Linked DNA regions of Sus scrofa: all the other regions are linked to region 1. Evidence: chromatin contacts called from public HiChIP or PLAC-seq data. All regions are on one chromosome and are shown on one strand. Each heading gives the region's core, a stretch centred on a gene start, on an enhancer-like site or on the middle of the called end of the contact. The rest is flanking DNA. Distances are from core to core; before and after follow the strand shown. Region 1 has its middle 48 kb from the start of RREB1. Region 2 overlaps LOC110261767 (a long non-coding RNA gene). Region 3 has its middle 140 kb from the start of LY86.

Region 1 (5,110 bases), core at 1,402-3,901:
TCTCCGACCAGATGCTGACTTCCGCAGAGCAGGAATTTCTCTGTTCATCTACCATCAAAGCCTAGTGCCTGGAGCGTGGCAGGTACTTGAGCCACGAGTGTCAGGTGACTGAGTGGTTGGGTGTGCCATCTGACGGTGAGTGACTGCTCCATCGACACTGCAGGGCCACTATGTGGGGAAATGGGCTAAGATGTGAAAACACACCTGTTATGTTACCTACTAAAAGATGTTAAATGTTATTATTTTATTTGAAACATTCCAATAGAATATTCACTTGTGAAATCTGACCCTGCCTTTAAGCTTTGCTAAGGGATTGAATGACGCATTTTTTTCTTTCTTATTATGCTGTTTCATTTCTTGAGAAATTTTTAAATGCCTCTTTCTTTCTTCTTTTTTTCGGTTTTTAGGGCAGAATCTGCAGCATATAGAAGTTCCCAGGCTAGGGGTCGAATCGTGGCTGCAGCTGCCGGCTTACACCAGATCCTTAAGCCACTGAGGGAGGCCAGGAATCAAACCCGTGTCCTCATGGATACTAGTCAGGTTCCTAACCCACTGAGCCATAACAGGACCCCTTGTCTTCTTTTGTAAAACAATTAAAAGTATACTTTCGTGTATTCACCACTATTTTTAATTTTTTTCCATAATGATTTGGGGGGGGAATTTTTTGGAGAAATTGATTAGTAGCTTCGTGCCAGTCTAATTTAAATAACGCATTTTTGTTAACGTCTACAAATCAGAAAAATGCAGGAAGTAGTGTAACAGCAACTGTATGTTCAGATACATGAATTTTCTGATGAATTAAATGTTCACTGAATTAGTTCCCTAAAGATGGCCCTGATTCAGTTTCTACTACAGCTGAATGAGAACTGTTCTGCCTACAAAGATTTATTTCCTCAAACGGGCTCTTTTTCGTCGTGACAACTAAATTCAGCTTATCATTTGAAGATTCCTGATTCTACTCAGGCACAATTTCGAAGTGCATTTCCCTCCACTGTATTCAAATCCGGGACAACTCTTAGAGCAGCAGTTCCTGAAAGGAACGGTGGTAATTCCGTCACAATGCTCACAAAGCCGGACTGGACAGATGCCTTTAGGCAAGTCTGCATAACCTAGTCTTGGTGATTCGCAACCACCTTAGCACACAGAACACTCTGGAAGGCCTTGCTATAAAGCTATGTGTTGCATGTCTTTGTGGTATAACGAAATAAACTTAACTCAGCATCTCTCCAACTTCCTTATTTCATGTCCCCCTAAGAAAAACGCTGCCAATTAAACTAGGGCTCAAGGATGCCATCAAATAAGACATTAGAGATGGGGAAATACACGCATCTTGGAGTCAGTGAAATGTAGTGTATGACCGCAGGACTGTTTTTCAAACATCACCTATGATCATCACCACGCCTAAAGAACTTTTGAAGTTAAAAAAAGAAATACAGGGAGTTCCTGTTGTGGCGCAGAGGAAACAAATCCGACTAGTATCCTTGAGGATGCGGGTTCGATCCCTCTCCTGGCTCCATGGGTTAACAATCCAGCATTGCCAAGAGCTTCGGTATAGGGGGCAGACTCAGCTCCGATCTGGCGATGCTGTGGCTGTGGTGTAGGCAGGCAGCTACATCTTGGATTTGACCCCTAGCCTGGGAACTTCCATGTGCCACAGGTGTGGCCCTAAAGAGCCAAAAAAAAAAAAAAAAAGAGAGAGAAGAGGAGTTCCCATTGTGGCGCAGCGGAAACGAATCCGACGAGGAACCATGAGGTTGCCGGTTCGGTCCCTGCCCTTGCTCAGTGGGTTAACGATCCGGCGTTGCCCTGAGCTGTGGTGTGGGTCACAGACATGAGTGGATCTGGCGTTGCTGTGGCTGTGGTGCAGCCCGGCAGCTACAGCTCCGATTCGACCCCTAGCCTGGGAACCTCCATATGCCGCGGGTGCGGCCCTAGAAAAGACAAAAAAAAAAAAAAGAAAGAAAGAAATACGTAGTTGGCCCTTCCTGTAACCTGCAGATTCAACCAAGCTTGAATAAAAAAGATTTGAAAAAGATTCTGGAAAGTTTTAAAACTTTCATTTGCTAAAGGCCAGCAACTCTCTATAAAGCAGTTAATGTGTTTACACTTATTCGTGTTCCATTGGGTGTTGTAAGTAGCCTAGAGCTGATTTAAAGGACAGGGGAGATGCGCACAGGCCATATGGCAACACTACACCATGTAATAGGAGTCTCCAGCGTCCCTGGATTTTGGTATCTGCCTGGAGTTCCTGGAACCAATCTCCATGGTAACAAGGGACCACTGTACCGGTCACTCGTTTTGGGGTGCAAAACACCAAAAAGTCACCTTTTTAAAAAAGTAAGTTCCAGGTCTACATCATCGCCTAACTGTCCAGCTGTCCTCAGTGAGCATGCAAATCTCTTTAAACGAAGATGTCACGCAATTAAATCATTCAGCCGGTTAACAGCCTGCTCCACGCCGGTAGTAGGTAGTATAACTTTCACTTGAAACAACCCCTTTGCCTCTCAAGAGCCCCACACCCAGAAGTGACTCAATTTCATAACGCCACCATTAAAATCCCTAGCACTTTCCAAGCAACAGGCTTGGGCGTAAAGCATCAGTAACTCCACAGTGAGTCAGATGAAGTCTGTGAGTGTCGGTGGGGGAGGTTGCAGGGTTCCCAGATCAGCTTCCAGAGAATGGGTGCGGCCGAAGGCCGGGCTCGGCAGGCTCCCGGTGCATAACTGCGAGGGCCCGGCCAAGTCAGCCCGCAGGGCTTTGGGGCCCGCGTGTCCCACCCCAGGCTGGCCCAGGCGCCCCACCTGCCCCGCATGCGCAGGTTTGGCCCCTCTGAAAGGCTCTCTGGACGCACATCTGGGGCTTTCCCCTGGCCTTCGGGCTGGCAGGACCCCGCAGGGCCTCGAGCCGGTCCTCGGGACCGGAACGAACGGCCACTGACCCCGGGAGGCCCGGGTCACCATCACCCTCGCCTCCGCCCCCCACCCCTCCCGGGGCCGCTCTCCACCGCCGGCCTCCCTCGGGGCCGGAGGGACACTTGTGCGAGCTCGGCCGCGCTCCCCGGGACGCCGCATCCGCAGCCGCTGCGACGCGGGCAGCCCGGGATGGCCCGCGCGGCCCTCTCCTTCTCTATCCACCCGGCAGTTTCCATGGCTCCGCCGCCATCCTCCGCCCCCTTCCCCGCGCGGAGCCGGGCGGCGGGCGCGGCCGGCCCGGTGGGGGCGGCGGGGGGCGTGCCCGGCGCGGGGACCCGGGCGGCGCTCCCCAGCCGCGGGGCGCGTAGAGGCGCCCCCAAGCCCTCCCCCACGCCCCGGGCGGCCTGCCCCAGCCCGCTCGCCCGCACCCGGTCCGCTCCCCGCCGGGCCCGGCGCCGGGGCCCCAGGCGCAGCGCAGCCCCCGGCCCGGCCGGCGGCGCGGGGGAGGGGCGCGGCGCAGGCAAAGTTGCTGAGTTGCTTTGCTCGCTCAGAAGTTGCAGCTGAGACGGCAGCTTCCCGCCCCCTTCCTGGACTCGGCGGCTCGGAACACACACCCCGCCCGTCCTCACCCGCTACCTGCCCTCGCCCCCGCCGCCCCGGCCCGGACTCGGCAGCAGCCCCTCCCGGCGCCCGCGAGGAGCCCAGGTTTCCAGCGGAGTCGGGCAGGGGGCGGGCGCACCCCACCTCCCCGTGCCGCCCGGGGGAGGCGGGGGAGCGGGGTTGGGGTGGGGGCAGGATCCCCTCCGCCCGGTCGCCTCGCGGCCGCGGCGCTTTTGCAGTTTGCAAAGCCGAGCAGCTGGGCAGGGGTCGCCCACCGGCCCCCGCGCCCTGCCTGGCGAAGCGGGGTGTGCAGAGCGACACGCGGGCAGGGGTCCCATCCCCTCCCGCTGGGGCTTTCGCCCGGGAGGCGGGAGGGGCTCCGCCAGGGGCTGAGGTCGCCAACAGGTGCTCGCGAGCCCATGTGACGGGGGAGGGGCCGCGCAGGGGAAGCCGGGGTGGGGGCGGGGGCGGGCTCCCGCCTCCTCCGTCGCCTCCCCCTCCCCCTCGGTCCCCCGCGGAGCCCGGCGCCCGGCGCACCCCGCCCGCGGCGGCCTGGGGATGGCTCGCGGGTGGTTCTCCGAGCGCGGGTGCCCTCGCGGCCGGCCGGGAGGAGGAGCAGCAGGAGGGGGCGGGAGGGGATGCGAAAGTGGGTCAGGAATGTAACTGGACGCTGCGCACCCCCACGCACCCCCTCCCCCAGGGCCGGCCGCGCGGCCGCGCCAGCCTCTTGCTGTTGTGGTTCCCCAGCATTATCGGCGGATGGTTACCAGGGGTTCCCGAGGGATGTGTTTCCCGGTGACCCTTTGGGTAGAAAAACTTAGTTGCCTCAGTAACCGAGTTTGGCTTGGATGCGATGATGCAGTGAGGGCTCTAGGTGAGCGTGGCCGAGCAGTTGCACTCGGGGGTGGATTAACTTTTCTAATTACTGAACCACGACGGGAAGGGAAAGCTGGAGAGAAGGTGGGGTTTTGCCCTGCTCGTGTTTGTTGTTGTACATTTCAGAGAACCTAAATCCACGTTTTTGCCTTAGCGTTTGAGTCCACCACTGCAGGCCCCGGTTGCCATAAATTCAGCAGAGTTCCTAGCCAACGCTCACTTAGTGGATACAAAGGCTCGAAGTTGCTGTCTCAGGGTTGGAAGGGGCCAGGGGGACGCTGACAGTTTTGTATTTGGGCAGGCCTGAGGAACAAACACGAAGAGGCCTTTATTAAAAGGAGAAGAAAAAACAAATGGAAAAAAAAAGCCCCAAACCCAGCCCTCCTCAAAGCAGAAGAAGTGAGAGCAGCCCAGTTAGTTCCGTCTGGAGCCTAGTGGCATCTCACACCCCAAGCATGTGATTCGGGAGGGAGTATGCAGATTTTAAGTGATGGGCTTGGGGAGTTCCTGTTGCGGCATAGTGGGTTAAGAACCTGACTAGTATCCATGAGGATGTGGGTTGGATCCCTGGCCTTGCTCAGTGAGTTAAGGCTACACCTCCCCAGGGTGTAGGTTGCAGAAGCTCCTCCGGTCCCGCGGCCATGGCTGTGGTGTGGGCAGGCAGCTGCTGTTCCGATTCAGCCCCTAGCCTGGGAACTTGCAAGTGCCACAGGTGCGGCCCT
Region 2 (5,110 bases), core at 1,941-4,440, 250 kb before region 1:
GAAACCGAGGAGGCGGCGCCGTTAGAGGGCGGCATGAGCTAAGCCAGAGCTCGGAGCTGGCTCCTCGTTGCAATTACAGGCTGTCTCAGAGCAGAAGCGCCAGGGTTCCAGTGTCAGCAGAAAAGCAAGTTAGAAAGAGGCAAGGGAGGGGAGGCTGGGAGAGAGCAACATCCCCCAAGCCCAAGCAGTGCCAGGGAGACACTGCTCTTGGGAGAGCCGGGCTGCGTGTCCCAGCACATGCTCCCGGGATAAACCCGGGGAGAGAGAGGCTTCGGGGGAGGCTGGCACCTCCCGACCCATTAGCCCGCCTTTGATGGGCTCCCTGGCCTCTGGGCCAGGAAGCCAGGGTGCGTGGCCAGACCCCAAGCAGGCAGGCGCAAGGGGGACCCGGGCAAGGCCCTGAGTGGCCCTTCATTCTCAGACTCCTGGAACAAGAGGACAAAGGAGCGTCCAGATGCTGGTAGATGCCAGAGCCACGGCTGGGTTTTAGCGGGAAGGGCGAAATTTGACCCCACCCATCAGGACCCAGCCTCTTTGCCAGTGTATGGGGTGACCCAGTTCTGAGCGCAGCGCCTGGCTCTGAGCAGACCTGCATCAGCCTCCCGGCTCGCGGCCCCAGCCCTGCCAGAGAGCTCAGGACAGGCCATCTTTCCACAGGACAGGAAGGAGCTGGCACTTGGGTGGCCCCTGGAAAAGCGGCTCTGCATCTCAAAGGCCTCCCTGAGGATGGAGGACTGGCCTCGGCCCCTCCTCCCACAGCACCCCACATTCTGATTCACGGGGTGCCCCACCCTCCACCCCTGGAGAGCAGAACCAGAGCCGCCGCGGCCGGGCCTCACCTCCTCCAGGTCACCAGGGCCAGGAACTGGGGTGCTTGTGCAACCTGATTATTCATCTCCTCCCACGAGCCCTTCGGGGCGGTGGCCCTGTCCACGATGCCACACCGGGGGCACTTCTGAATGACAGGCTCTGCCCTAGAAGGCCCAGGCAGGTTCGAGTGTCACACAGAAGGTGACAGGTCCCCAAAGTTCCAGCCCTGGGTTCTCCCCCCATGGTCGGGCCCGAGGTTCTCCTTCCCTTCTCACTCCCCTCCCTGGTTCACTTTCATTTCCTGTCCTCCCCCAGGACCCAGCCTGGCAGGCAAGCCCTGAGCTCACCCCCAGATTGCAGGGTGCCTGTGGTTCAGCCCATTGCTCTGGCTGACATTTCCTTATGGAGCAATTCCTTGGGTTTTTTTTTTTTTTTTTTGAGCACCACTCACAGATTTTGTTTCAATTCTGCCTACTGAAAGCCAGGCACGGGTCCTGAGCGGGCGGCGTAGCAAGGCTGACGGTACCAGGACCTCCGCGTCCCAGCCCTGCACACGTGGCCCTTGGGAGCAGCCTCTGGGCCTCCTCCCCCCTCCCCCGTCCACGCGTTGGTCCAAGTGAGAGGGACGGCAGAGCCTCTAAACTGGGCGCATGCTAATTATAGAAGCGAGCCTCACCATCGAGAATAGAACGCCTTTGGAACTGAATGGAAACTTCACGCTGCCGGGAGAGTTTCCAGTGTCCAACAGCGCTGGGCAAGGTATTCCGACAAGTTCCCCACTGACAGCAATGTTAAAGCTGGACGAGATGTCAAAGAACTCCGTGTCTTTCTGGTTTAATTTTGAATTATTGAGCAGGAAAGAATATTGGCTATTGATGTGGGAATCGGAAAGGGCGGAGGTTCCTTCCTCTCCCATCACCCCGGCTTCCGAAAGCAAGTTAAACCTTAACTATTCAGCCTGAAAAAAGGGGATTCCACCATGTGGATGGGCCTGGAGGACACGGCGCTCCGTGAAGTAAGCCAGACGCGTGGAGAGAGCAGTCCTGTGTGAGTTCACTTATGGGTAGAATCTAAAACAGTCAGATGCAGGGACTTCCGTGGTGGCTCAGTGGTAACAAACCCGACTAGTATCCGTAAGGACACGAGTTCGATCCCTGGCCTCGCTCAGTGAGTTAAGGAGCCAGCGTTGCCATGAGCTGTGGTGTAGGCTGCAGGCGATGCTCGGGTCCCTCGATGCTGTGGCTGTGGTGTAGACCGGCAGCCAAAGCTCTGATTTGACCCCTAGCCTGGGAATTTCTATATGCCCTAGATTTGGCCCTAAAAAAGGCACAAAAAAAAAAGGCAAAGAACGTTGCAAAGAGGATAGATCTAAAATGAAATCTTGGCGTGCCCATCGTGGCGCAGTGGTTAACGAATCGACTAGGAACCATGAGGTTGCGGGTTCGATCCCTGCCCTTGCTCAGTGGGTTAACGATCCGGCGTTGCATGAGCTGTGGTGTAGGTTGCAGACCTGGCTCGGATCCTGCGTTGCTGTGGCTCTGGCATAAGCTGGCAGCTACAGCTCCGATTCAACCCCTAGCCTGGGAATCTCCATATGCCGCAGGAGTGGCCCAAGAAATGGCAAAAAAATAAAATAAAAATAAAATGAAATGAAATCTTGCCACAAGCAGAGACACACACACACACACACACACACAATGGTGACTCCGGAGAGTTAAGGGCGTGTTAACTAGTGCACGGTGTGATCTTTTCACAGCGTATCCATACATCAAAATACCAAACTGTGGAGTTCCCGCTGCTGCACAATGGGATCAGCAGTGTCTGCACAGCACCAGGACGTAGCCTTGATCTCTGGCCTAGCCTGGCAGAGTGGTTAAAGGATCCGGCGTTGCCAAAGCTGACAGAGGTGGCAACTGTGGCTCAGATCTGATCTCTGGGCCTGGGAACTCCATACACCACAGGGTGGCCAAAAGAGGAAAAAAAAAAATCAGCTTGTACATTTTAGATAGATATAATTTTTCTACGTCAAAGATACCTCTTTGGTGTGCAGTGGCTTAAAGCAGAAACTCAGTTCCCAGACCAGGAATTGAATCCCAGCCACAGTGGTGAAAGTGCCAAATCCTAACCACTAGACCACCAGGGAACTCCCCAAAAATACTTCTTTAAAAAAAAAAAAATTTTAAATGGAAAGCAGCAAACGTGGTGTAGCAAGAATGCCAAGGGGATGCATGGAAGGGCAGCAGAAGAGGCAGGCCCCCCGCCACTGTGAGAAGGCCGGCAAAGGGGCCCAGCCGCCAGACCGAGGAGGCCTCCGGGCCGGCCCCACAGCCCCAGGACGGCCACTGGGTACCATATTTTCACGTTGACGGTGACTTTGCCCAGACAGAGGATGTTGTCACTTCCTGAAATCTTCAGGCATAGGAAATACAGCCATCAGACTGTGCTGAATACAACCGCCCGGAAAGGGCCGGAAGGAGTGAAAATCGGCCTTGAAAATAAGCCTTGATCCTCGTACATTATGTAACTCAGCAGAAACCTAGCATCGCTTCTGGCCGGAGGCTCTCCAAACATTTGGGGAATGCGGCCTTTTAAGAGCTGTTTGCTGAGGTGACCCTGGATGCCCATGGCCTGCTGGGACCCAGCCCTGACCGTGGCGGGGGAGGGAGCAGAGCTCAGCTAAACTCCTGTTCAGGGTCGGAAGCGTGTCTCTCAGGCCCACCGGCCTGACGCCTTGCTCGGGTGGGAAGCGTATTTCCAGAGCATGCTTCTGCCTTGGGAAACAGAGAGGAATAGCCTGCAAAGGGTAACACACGGACTTGCGTGGGGTCTGAGCTCCCCCGTGGGAATGAGCCATCTCCCTCTCTGCGTATCACAGGCCGGTTCACGACGGCTGACCGGGCCCGGCTTCAATGCTCTCCTAGCCCCACTGACCTATGAAACCAAAGCCAGATAAGATACCACTGCAGAGCACAGCGCGCTCAGAGGAGATGTCTTTCAAGCAATGCTTCCCAGATATTTTTGTGTGCAACTCAGTGCAAGGAACACGTCTTCCACCTCTACCCAGTAACACACGACCTGGGCACACGCAACTGAAACACACGGCCCGGGCACACGCAACTAAAACACCACGACCCGGGCGCACGCAACTGAAACAAACATTCATGAAATGATAGCTAACCTTACTCTGGGCCATAGGTACAATCTGGAATCTTCTGCTGTTTCATTTGTTAGAATACTGGACATAGCTTACTAGCAGGCCACAACTCGTGGTTTGAGAAACACTGGCTAGGGGCCTTCCAAACAGGGAGAGAGACTAAACACGCATTTTCACCTCTCCCTCCAGAGAGCCTTTTTTTTTCTTTTTTTTGGTCTTTTTAGGGCCGCACCTGAGGCATCTGGAAGTTCCCAGGCTAGGGGTCCAATCGGAGCTGCAGCCTCCAGCCTCTACCACAGCCACAGCAACACAGGATCCAAGCCACTTCTGGGACCTATACCACAGCTCACAGCAACGCCAGATATTTAACCCACTGAGTGAGACCAGGGATCGTACCCGCATCTTCATGGATACGAGTCGGGTTCATTACTGCTGAGCCACAGTGGGAACCCAGAGAGCCTATTAAAATGGTCATAAAGGAACAAAATGGCATAAACGCACAAGGACGAAGAGCAGAGCAGAGACATCAGCAGATAGGAGACTTCAACAAGCTCTTAGAAGACAGATCACCACGACTCCATCACAGTAAGTGACAGAAGAAGCCACAGCTGCTGGGTGGACAACCTCGGTTTCCCACCAGAAATGCTTGTCTTATTCTTCTCTGAAATAAGAATCAGATTTTCTTGAAAGACCTCAAGCTCAGAGTTGCCAGGGCGGTGCAGCAGAAACGAATGTAGGGTGTATCTGCTGCTTACATCTGATCCCTGACCTGGGAACTCCATATGCTGCGGGGGGGGGCAGCCAAGAAAGAAAATTAATAAAAATGAAATAAGATGATCAATTATTTTATTCCCTTATCTAGTGACTCATTTAGAGTCACTAGAGAAAGGGCCTCAACACCTCATTTTGGACCCAGGGTCTTGATGGAATGTCTGCCATGAAGGGATTAATTCTGGGAAATAGTCTACCGTTTTAAAAAGAGTTAGAGGGAGAGATTGTCGCAATTTCTGCCTCTGAACTATAAGCCGCAGCCGTATCTTGGCCACGAAGGGATCGACCCAGCGCATCCTGGCAAACAAATGGATTTTTTTTTTTTAAACCTGGGTTCCGGATGATGTTATTCACCCCTAAATTAATCCACCACAG
Region 3 (5,110 bases), core at 1,327-3,826, 220 kb before region 1:
AAAAAAAAAAAGAATGGGCTCCAAAACACTGCTACTTTTCATTAACGTGCCTATTTTCCCTGAGGAAATAGCGTCCATAAGTCCAGATGTCCCTCCCTCTGTCTTACGAAAAATCTCACAAAGCCATAGCCCGCCCACCAGGGAGGAGCTGAGCCCACAAATGCCCCGACCAGTGACTCAATTTAAAAGCAAGAAGAAGAAATTTTGCGGAAAAAGCAATAATTGGGGGGGGGGGCTCTTATTTCTTTCTAACTGAGAGAAATAAGCTTCATGCACGTCCACCTTGGACCGTAGTTGTTAATATGGTTTTCGAGGAAAATGGGAGCAGTATTTTGAGGCCAGACAACAAAACAGGGAGCAGGCAAGAATTAAGAATGGGACCAGGAGTTCCCATCGTGGCTCAGCGGTTAATGAATCCAACTAGGAACCATGAGCTTGTGGGTTCGATCCCTGGCCTTGCTCAGTGGGTTAGGGATCCGGCATTGCCACGAGCTGTGTCACAGACGTGGCTCGGATCCCGCATTGCTGTGGCTGTGGTGTGGGCCGGCGGCTGCAGGTCTGATTAAACCCCTGGCCTGGGAACCTCCATGTGCCACGGGTGCAGCCCTAGAAAAGACAAAAAAAAAAAAAAAAAGAATGGGACCAAACCAATAGAACCTGGTCACCTACTGTGAAAAGATACTGTAAAGAATACTACTAAATAGAAGATATTTGACTGTACTGGAGGAAAATGCTGTATAAATATAAACCTTTGTAGTTTCTACATAAAATAGCTTATGTAAACTTTCTTTACTATCTAGAGTCATATAAATACAGAAAGACACCTTAGTAATACTGCCAACTCAGACCTTGATAATTTCTTTTATATCCAAAGTTTTAAGCGCTAATATCCCTGTAATATAGTCATATCTAATCTCTCATATATCAGTTTCCTCATCTGAAGAACTGATTAGAGGTACAATCAATTTCCCTATATGATTCTGGAGCTCACTATAAGGAGCTAATGAAATAATAGATTCTATTGTGTGAACACTTTAGAAAATTAAGAATCCCATAAAAACAATTCTTATAAAAGTAAATATAGTTCTTTATACTAGACTTCCCATCAGGGAAATTGAGAAATATTGAATTTTTTTTGTCTTTTTTTGTCTTTCTCAGGCCACACCCGTGGCATATGGAGGTTCCCAGGCTAGGGGTCACATCAGACCTGTAGCCGCCGGCCTACACCACAGCCACAGCAACGCAGGATCCTTAACCCACTGAGCGAGGTCACAGATCGAACCCGCAACCTCATGGTTCCTAGTCGGATTTGTTAACCACTGAGCCACAATGGGAACTCCAGAAATACTGATTTTTATAGAAAAAAATGAAAACCTGTACTGGCCTGTGAAAAATATAAAATCCAGATTTCCCCTCAATCCATCCGTGTGGAGGAACTTTTTAGGAGGCCTCCAGGCAAGTCGTGGTGTGAGATGCGCCACAGAGTTCATATTAACATACAAAACTTTCAACTGGATGAGGGCAGGAGAGAACTAACCAGAGAAAACTGAAGATACACCCTCTGCTGTTACATGCGGAAGGCTTCCTGCCAGCAGGTGTATGTGCGTTTGCATGTATATGAATATGTATATACCTGCCTATATATTATGGATGTATATGGAAGTGTGTATGTTTGTGTACACACCTGTATTATGTATTGATGTGTCTGCATGTGAGTGTATTCATGCGTATGTGTGCGTGTGTATGCATGTGTATTGTGTTCATATGCGTGTAGGTACTTGTGTGTGTACATGTGTATTCATGTGTGCATGTGTGTACATGTATATGTATGCATGTATATGTTACTATGTATCTCTGTGTACATGTGTACATGTGTGTATTGTTTGTGTGGGTGTGTATGGGTGTACGTGTGTGTGCATGTGTGTTGCATGTGCATGCACGTGTGTGCAGATGTGTGCTGCGTGTGTCTGTGTTGAGGGTCAGAGGCACAGCCCTCTTAGGTACCACATGTCTTTCGCCATCATTCCTTCCAAAACAGGAAAAAGCCTCAGGCGAGCCACGCAGGCCTCAGAAACCTTGCGCTTCTGTCTCGGGTTCCGCCTGCGGGATTACCCCAGAGCGCCGCCGAGGCCGCGAAGCCCCGGCCCGCATCACCCACGGCAGCTCGGGCCTGAAGCAGGTGTGGCAGCGACACAGGTGGTTGGTTTGTCAGGGTCAGATTGGCACATCTCTAGCCTAGGGCTCTAGGGGAACGTTTAGATGTCGTTTCAGGGGTACGGTGTTCAGCTCCCCGGCGTCAAAGGCAGGCCCCTGCACGCTTCCCTCCCACATCCTGGTCTGGTGGGAGGGGAGAGGGCAAAGGGAAGGCGAGGAAGGAGGGAGGAGGGAGGGAGGGGGGAGGGGGAGCGAGAGGGGTGGGGCAGTGGGCGGGGAGGGAATGAGGGGGGCTGTCCTGCAGCCTTTCCGACTCGCCCCAGAAACCCCTTCTCAGGCACACGGGACTCCCCCGGCCCAGCCCTGGGAATCAGCCTTGTTTACCCAGCTCAGGGCGCTCCCTTTGCAGTTGCTATAGCAACCACCAGGGGTCAGTTTATAGAAGGAGACTCAGCGCTCCAGCTCCGTGCGGAGCCCAGCTGAAAACAATAGACCGGGACACCCGGGAAGGAAGCACATTGAAAACTTTGCCAGGAGCAGAAGCATCGCTCAGAGCAGAAGATATCCCTCGGCGATGCCGCGTTTCTTCTTTGCCGCTAGAGCTATTCTAGAACAGCGGAGGGGAGAGTGGGTCTAATCATTGCATCTTCCAGATTTTCCCCTCCCACCCTCTGCCACCCTTCCGCCCCCCGGCCCTCATGGCCTGAAGGCAGATGTTAGGAGTTGAGGTAACAAGGGCCGCTGACGGGGTTCATTTAAAGTGATAACTTCATTCATATAAGGTATTCACTGAGGATCAGAGAGATCCTTACAAACTCATTTTTCCGTCTTTCTCATGGGGACGGAGGCAGCAGCCACAAGAACCGCGGGCTCATCTAGAGGTGCAAGCCAAACAAAATGGAACAGAGAGCATGCTGGGAATCTCTCAGGATGCAGGATGCTAGGATGCTGTCCAGTGAAGACTTTCCAGCTCTAACCCGACTAGCCAACCAGATCTAGCAAATTTTAAAAGTACAGGGTGCCCAATTAAATGAGATTTTCAGATAAACAACAAATGGATTTTTACAAGCCTATCCCACGAAATCTTTGGGCTATCTATAGCGGAAGCTGAATTTAACCCAACCCTATTCTAATCCTCCTCATTACCGCTGCCTCCGGGAAAAAAAGCACGACACGTGAGTTCGTCCTCTGCGGCCAATCATGTGCCAGATCACCGTTTAGGGTGATCTGATCCTTGGACTATCCTGCCGACAGTGGAAAAATGAAAAGGCATTGTTTACCTGAACGTAAATAGTACACCAGAGGCAGGTCAACTGCCCATGGGCGGGCGAGGCTCCTGACCGTCGTCCCTCAGATCTAAACACCTGCTCTAGGAGTTTGATGGCTCAAAAGGAAAGAATCCAGTGCTGGTATGACTTTGACTTTTTCACAAAGTGTAAAAGTCAGCTTCCTAAAGAATAATGGTTCTTATTTCTTTGACAGGAAAAGCATTTTTTTTTCTTGGCCGTGGCCATGATCCCTCGGAAGTTCCTGGCTCAGGGATTGAACCCCTATCACACCAGCAACCGGAGCCACTGCAGTGACAACACCAGACCCTTAACCTGCTAGGCTGCCAGGGAACTCCAGGAAAAGCATTTTTAATGAGTTTTTTGTTTGTTTGTTTTTGTTTTGCCCAGGAATAAATGACTTTGGCTTCCCAGTGTTAGGCGGGGGAAACTGGAGTGGAAAAGACACTCAGGGGAGCTGGTAGGCGGTCTCTGTCCATGGGGTCCTCTGTGGTTTGGGGGCCTGGGCACTCACGTCCACAGTGAGAAAGCAGCATCGGCTTTAGCAAAGTCACCCTCTGCCCAGCTCGCCTTTGGCTCAGGTTTTGCTGCTTCATCACCAAGGCGAGGCCGGCCCCAAGAAAGCTGTGCCGACTTTCGTAGAACTTCTGGAAAACCCAGACCTCTGGTTGTAAGGCCTGCGGAACCTGTGGAAGCTCTGCCTCTGGTCTGACCTTAAACCCCAGGAACCTAAAGCTTAAGGCGAATAAGTCAAGAAGCATAAAAGCGACATGAAAACAAAGCAAAGAGGAACAACAAGAGGCTCCGTGACGCCCCTGCCAAGTCAGACTGCAAGGTTCCCGCAGCTCACATCCCAAACACGTAATTAAAGAAAACTGTCAAGATTAAAAAACACGTTGTGTACCATAAAAATGTTCTCACCTGTTCCTGACTCTAAAAATCTCAATTCGATGTTTGCCAAGCCCAACAAGAGCTGATGTTTCAAGAGAGTTCTGGTTTTGTTTCTTCTTCTGCAGGTGGCTCCAGGGAAGTCAGTGGGGACCACCTATGACTTAGTTTCCCCACAGGCAAAAGACCCTGAGTCAGTGCTAAGGACTCATCTCACTGGAGGGGTGTTGGGAGAAAGTCCACAGAGCTCTCTGAGCTCTTCAGACAAAAGGCAGCAAGTTCGAAAGGTGATTATTTGCCACTTGATTTAGGAATAGAAATCAATTTAATTTCGTTTTGTTTAAAGCACGTTGAAGGGACTTAATTTTTGAAAGCCTATTTTCATTTATTCAAAAACATAGCTCTTTTTTTCTTAATCATTTGTTAAGAAACCCTACATTTGAGGCTCGAGCTGTCAGACATGGTCTCTTTAACACAGTTCAACAGCTGTTAAATGGGCTAATCACCTGTTTATCCTCATGTCACTAATTCAAATGCTAATTACACTCCAGACACAGGCTTATTCTGCTCAAGCCAGACCAGGTGCACGGCGCTCTGAAAGATGCTACCGAGACCATGTCTACTGGCGTGCAGGGGAACAAGGCAACACACACACACACACACACACATACACATACACGAACAAACATGTTGCTTCTAACTGTGAAAAATCAGAAATTAATGTCAAATTACAGCAGTGCGATAAGCCAAAGTAAACAACTATGCAATGCAGTATTACATAA

What was found. HiChIP or PLAC-seq counts read pairs in DNA pulled down with a chosen protein or histone mark.
Region 2: a contact with region 1 is called in an H3K27ac HiChIP or PLAC-seq map of alveolar macrophages. The contact joins two enhancer-like sites. A contact is called at or near these places in 1 of 47 Hi-C or Micro-C datasets (embryonic fibroblasts) and 2 of 2 datasets of contacts at active chromatin or transcription factors (alveolar macrophages and skeletal muscle).
Region 3: a contact with region 1 is called in an H3K27ac HiChIP or PLAC-seq map of skeletal muscle, with 4 times the contacts expected there. The contact joins two enhancer-like sites. A contact is called at or near these places in 2 of 2 datasets of contacts at active chromatin or transcription factors (alveolar macrophages and skeletal muscle).

The regions. Positions count from the first base shown.
Region 1 is chr7:4,461,665-4,466,774 of Sscrofa11.1, forward strand. No RefSeq gene overlaps it. Among named protein-coding and RNA genes, the nearest start is that of RREB1, 48 kb to the right of the region's middle. Within about 2 kb of position 2,652, at least 63 of the 83 cell types and tissues checked have an H3K27ac peak or open chromatin away from gene starts, as enhancers often do. A contact at or near this core is called in alveolar macrophages and skeletal muscle, where this site is marked.
Region 2 is chr7:4,215,926-4,221,035 of Sscrofa11.1, forward strand. It overlaps LOC110261767 (a long non-coding RNA gene), which reads left to right. Exons shown (of 3, transcript XR_002346276.1): 1 at 1-1,857. Among named protein-coding and RNA genes, the nearest start is that of LY86, 110 kb to the left of the region's middle. Within about 2 kb of position 3,191, at least 14 of the 83 cell types and tissues checked have an H3K27ac peak or open chromatin away from gene starts, as enhancers often do. A contact at or near this core is called in alveolar macrophages, where this site is marked.
Region 3 is chr7:4,243,920-4,249,029 of Sscrofa11.1, forward strand. No RefSeq gene overlaps it. Among named protein-coding and RNA genes, the nearest start is that of LY86, 140 kb to the left of the region's middle. Within about 2 kb of position 2,577, at least 16 of the 83 cell types and tissues checked have an H3K27ac peak or open chromatin away from gene starts, as enhancers often do. A contact at or near this core is called in skeletal muscle, where this site is marked.